2 separate regions of the Hordeum vulgare genome follow, and region 2 is linked to region 1. The links are chromatin contacts, called in public Hi-C maps. All regions are on one chromosome and are shown on one strand. Each heading gives the region's core, a stretch centred on a gene start, on an enhancer-like site or on the middle of the called end of the contact. The rest is flanking DNA. Distances are from core to core; before and after follow the strand shown.

Region 1 (2,700 bases), core at 140-2,639:
AAAAGTGAGATCAAAAGAAGCAAATAATGCTGCAAAAGGAACCAGTTAGGTAGGTATAAAATAGGCCTTATTTTTGGCATATGAATACACACATTCCAGAAAAAGCTATTATATCACTATGCCAGGAATGGAAATTTCCCCACTATGAGGAAAGAATCAATGAATTTCTTTTGCAGCCTTAGTTCACATGCAAATAAGAAATGTACAATTATGCCTCAGCCTCCCCCATGTATGTTCTCGTCAAATCTCTAAAACGTGAAAATGCACAACTTAGGTGGTGCATTTTCATGCCTAGAAACATGGAAGCTGATATAGTATACCATTTGATGCCTAAAGTTATTTTACATAGTTATATTACTATATACTACTGTACTACATAAGAAATGAGCTCAGAGAAACTTTAATGTTATCGAACTGTTTAAAACCCAATCTCCTTACAAATATAGGGGAAGGTAGACCCATCTTCTTTCCCACCCAGTGCCCATCGCACATCATAATATCGACTTCACATTTGTAAAAATTAGAGGATATGACGCACTATATTTCCTACATCACAGTACAAACCTCTTGGAAAGGATGTACCTGGAGTAGCAAACAGTACTACCTGAGTTAACACACGACCCGACACTAAGAAATCCAAATGCTCCACACACAATGTCCAGTTGCACAACATCACACAGAGAAGTTTCTCCCCATTTTTGTTCACACACAGGACAGAGGTACTAGCGAATTGCAAATTCCCATAATCACCAATTTAGATTCTCACATGTATGCCTCTGACGGTCTGACCTAGTGACTAGAGGACGGGGGGAACGTTTGCCTATCCCTAGCATTTCACAGGGCCTTTGCTAGTACTAAAAAGCAGCCAGGGGGGAATTCACTTCACCTCGGAAGGCACGGCGGCTTCGACGGCGACCTCCTCCCCGTCCCTCTCCGCCTCGGCGTCGCGAATCCGCACGGACACCCGGTGGGCGCCGCGCGCCGAAGGGTCCCAGACGTACAGCCTCGACCCGGCGGCATCCCACGCGGCACCGCCGCCGCCCAGGGCACCGCGGAGCGCGAAGGCGGGGTGGGAGGAGACGGGGACCCACTGCGCCGGCGAGTAGGTCCTCTTGGGCGAGGGCCGGGGCCTGGGCCTCGAGGAGGTGGCGGAAGTGGAGGCGGAGGAGGGGGTGAGCGCGAGGGACGGGGACGGGGAGGGGCGGCGGCGGGAGGACGGGGTCGCCGGGGCCGGGGAGCGGCGGGCGGGAGGCGGGGAGTCCGGGGGCGAGGGCGACAGCTCCGGCGCCGTGATGCGAGTCATCGCCGACGAGGTTGCGCTTCGCTGCTGTCGGAGAGGGCGGAGCGGTCGTGGGGTTTGAGGTTTGCGGGAGGGAGAGGGGAGTGGGCGTCTTGTTGGGCTTTTAGGGGGCCTCCCTGTATAGGCTTCGGGAGCACACGGGCTCTTTCCGATGTGAGCGGCTCAAAAAACAAATGTGGATGCAATCCTCAAAAAAAAAAGGCTATGTGGATGCTGTTTTTTTACGATAACAATATGGAACCTTGTGTTGCTGATAACAGTATATTCTAAATTTGCCTAAAAAAATGCCTTCTAAAAAAAGAAATATCCCACAGGCTGGCCGACCTAATGCTCACGATGGTCCAACACGCATCGTTGAATCGTGATGAATCAAACGCCACACAAACAACCCAAGCGTTAGACGAGTGTCCGGTCCTTTTCCATGCCAGTGTCTATCTTCACTTTCTTCATATCCCTTTCTCAACACTCGTTGCTCCGTTCCTCGCCTTTGGGCCTCCGAGGTTTGCTGAAATTCGGTTGGGATGTCGGGCTGACCATCGCCGTTGACAGCCTCCGGCCCGCGAGTGGACCTACTCCAAGCCCTTTCCACCCATCTCCAACGACAATCCATCTCCCTGTCATTCAGATATGAAACAACGGCCATGGCCACCACCACTTTGGTTTTGCAACAATGTTGTGGCCAGTGGTTGCCAGGGCTGCTGTGAGTTGCACTCCGTATGAAGGCACACAGTGATGTGACATGGGGGGTCCCCCGTGTGCAGGAACCATCATCGATGAGAGTTGCATCCGGGCGATGGTGGATGTGCTGGAGCCGTTCATGGGGTGAGCTACAACCGGCAAGGTAAAGATTCTATAGGTGCCAGGACCAACCGATTGGGAAGCTACAACCAGCACACGGCAATATTGGAACCAGTATTCCTTGATGCTGTAACCCGATGCGCCCTCGCCCCGCGACACATTTTTTTTTCTAGAACCAACATTTGTTTGGGCTGGAACAGGCTTATTTTTGCTACAATCGGCCCAATGTATTTGTTTCTAAGATTAATTTTGCTTGAACCAATGTATTTTTTTGCTGGAGCTATGGCTATTTTGTTTGGTGCAATGACTACCTTAATTTTTTTGCTGCTGAGATTTTTACTTGAACCATCACTAAGTTTACTGAACCGATTGATCTTTTTTGCTGGAACATGCTATTTTGTTCGGTACAATCGACTACCTTAACATTTTGCTCTTGAGATTTTTGCTCGAAGCGCCACTAAGTTTGCTGGAATCGGCTTTTTTTTTTGCTCCAACCAAATATGAATTTTTTTTGTTTTAGATTTTTGTTAGCTGGACATGGTGAATAGGTGAGGGTGTTATGAGCAGCGTCGGGGGAGCAACGAACTCGACGGGAGCGCATG
Region 2 (2,700 bases), core at 82-2,581, 220 kb after region 1:
GATGGGGAGGAAGATGAGCGTGGCTGAACACGCAGTTGCCTGGGGAGCGACAGGTGATTTCTGTAGCGAGGAGTTTCGAGGCTTGATATATTGACTGGTGTTAATTTATATAGTCATGGATCGGGTCGTGATGCTTCGGGGCTCCTGGAGAGTCCTTGTCCGAAACTGGTCAAGCGAGGCGAGATCATGCGGAGAACGACGTTCGTTTTTAATTATTATTAGGTGCGCTTGGGTCGTTCATGAACAAAACGGTTTTGAACTGCGGGTTGAATAACAAAAATTACAGGGGCTTTTTTATAAAAATATCGTGGTGGATTTTCCGACGAAAGCAATATCCTCTTTATTATAGAGGTATATCTCCCCTAATAATAAAGCACGCACTGCTTCTGGCGTCCGTTGTGGCATTTTGCAAAAACACCCCTGTAGTTTCATCTAATTAACCCGCGGTACGTTTTTAAGTGAGGCTGAACCGTTTTTTCACATTTTACACAAAACCCCCTTACTTTCGTGCTAAATAACCCGCAGTCCAAATTATATTCAGAACGAATCGTTTTTTAAATTTTTTACATACATCCCTCACATATGCGTTAATAACCTCGAAGTCCATTCAGAATAAATATGTATTTTTAAATAACAATATCTTTTAAACCGTAAATCCAATTTAAACATGTTATATATGAAACTTGATTAGAAAAATGTGTAGAGTTTGAATATGTTGTTATTTTACATATTAAATATTAAAAAAAAAATACTATTTAGGATACAATGCTAATTAATATTTGTCTTTATTTCGTACCGACTATTTGTATTGTAACATGTTAACTTAAGCATCTAAATGTTATAATCTTTGGACATGATATTCTTTGTACATATTTTATAATCTAAGACCTTACGTACGTGCTTTTTTTATTTTTCTTCCGTTGCAACGCACGGGCATTTGTGCTAGTATATATATAAGGTATATATTATTATTTTTATGTCTCTTGTATCGTCGTAATCAGAGATAAATATATTAAAAGTTTTTAAAAAAATAATGACAGTACAACTTCTTTCCGTACCCTCAGGAAAGAAAAATAGTGTAACATATTTTGGTGCGCCCGCAACGCGGATCACTGTCGTTCGTTCAGAAAATCGCAGCGGTTGGACGTAGTTGTCACAGATGCGCGCACGATCCATCCGGCCGTCCGCGCGGACTTGAACGGCGGCGATCCCGTGATCAACAACCAACAAATCGCCATCACCCTAGTACACCCACCTTGGCCTGACTGACAGCGCGACGGCGGGGCCAAGCCAGAGATTATTAAACAACTCACGCGCGCTCGACCGAAGGCGGAAAGAAACAAACGCGCACACGCCACCTCACGCCGCCCCGCGCACACTGCGGCCGCGCCACTCGCATACGGCCACCACCACCACCTGCGGCGAGCGGCGAGCGGCGAGCGGCTAGGTCAGCGGCGGCGGCGGCGGCGGCGGAGGAATGGTGGCGCCGGCTGGAGGAGGGTCGCCGTCGCGGTGGCCGTCGGAGGAGGAGGTAAGGAAAGGCCCCCACCCCCACCCCCACCCGCATTGCCTGGACGATCGATCGCTGTGGCCGTCGCGGCTGCCGCATGTCGCCTGTCGGCGCTCTCGATCTCGCGGCCCCGTAAACTTCGGGATGTTTGGGGATTTGCCTAGGGTTCAAGCCTCGATCCGCGCTTCCCCATTTGCTTGGTCGTGAGTAGCCGCCTGAACTCTGAACCCGTACGCTACCTGCTAGGCTAGCTAATCGGCCCCGTTTAATTTCCTTTGCATTTCTCTAGCGCGGGCGTCGAAAACGAACTTTTACTGTTAGTAGAAGAAATTCCCCCAACGGATGTATGCGGTCGATGCTAGTGGTACACCGATGATTGATTGCTCGGAATTAATGTGGTGCCGACATAATTTGCAGAGTGGTGGTTATTTCTGAATTAATGCACTTTTTTGGGGGATAAAGTAGTGTCGTGTTGGTGCTTTGCCGAAGACATGTGGGGGAGGGAACGCACGGATCTGCACCTGTTTTTTCGGCTACGCGATAACTTGCTGATGTGGATGGCTCCAGTAGGACCACGATCTGCTGTACTTTTCGAACGCCTGGAGATTTTAGAGCTTCCTACCGGCTCAAAGTTTGGTATAACTAATCGGATGAACGAAATCAAATTGATTCAGTGGCAACTGCATGACATGGAATCCATTCAACTTATGCAATTATATATATTGGTTATGAAATTACATGTTAGAGCAGGCTGCTAACTTAAGTTCATCTTATGAATGCGTATCAGCCTCGGGTTTATCTTATTATTGATGTTTCTGGTGGTGCAGCTCGATATTGTGCGGAAGAATGTGGTTGAGATTAGCGGACGAGATGCGAGAGAGGTTAGGGTGGTTGCTTGCCCCTACAGGATTTGTCCTCTGGGGGCCCACATTGATCATCAGGTAACTGTAATTACTTGATAGCGTTAAATCATGCTTATACTTACTGTTGATATGCAATATATCTTACTGCAGCATTGGAGTATATGTTATTGAATGCTAGAATTCAGATGTACATTCAGCATGCCTTGGTATCCAGTATCCACGCAGCTTCGATTGTATACTGCAGCTACATGACTAGAAAATTGTTGGATAAAATGTGTGGACCAAGTGGTACCAGCAACGTTGATCGCCCTTGATGTTTTTTAGGAT

Evidence for each region. A called contact is a pair of places that touch in the nucleus more often than the background predicts.
Region 2: a Hi-C map of seedling shows a contact between it and region 1, with 2.0 times the contacts expected there. The contact joins the promoter of LOC123427669 here to the promoter of LOC123427667 in region 1. A contact is called at or near these places in 2 of 6 Hi-C or Micro-C datasets (leaf and seedling).

Annotation. Positions count from the first base shown.
Region 1 is chr2H:604,218,346-604,221,045 of MorexV3_pseudomolecules_assembly, forward strand. LOC123427667 (nuclear pore complex protein NUP88) reads right to left here and starts at 1,390. Exons shown (of 9, transcript XM_045111762.1): 1 at 887-1,390. The coding sequence starts at 1,303.
Region 2 is chr2H:604,440,632-604,443,331 of MorexV3_pseudomolecules_assembly, forward strand. LOC123427669 (galacturonokinase) reads left to right here and starts at 1,332. Exons shown (of 14, transcript XM_045111763.1): 1 at 1,332-1,531; 2 at 2,338-2,451. The coding sequence starts at 1,478.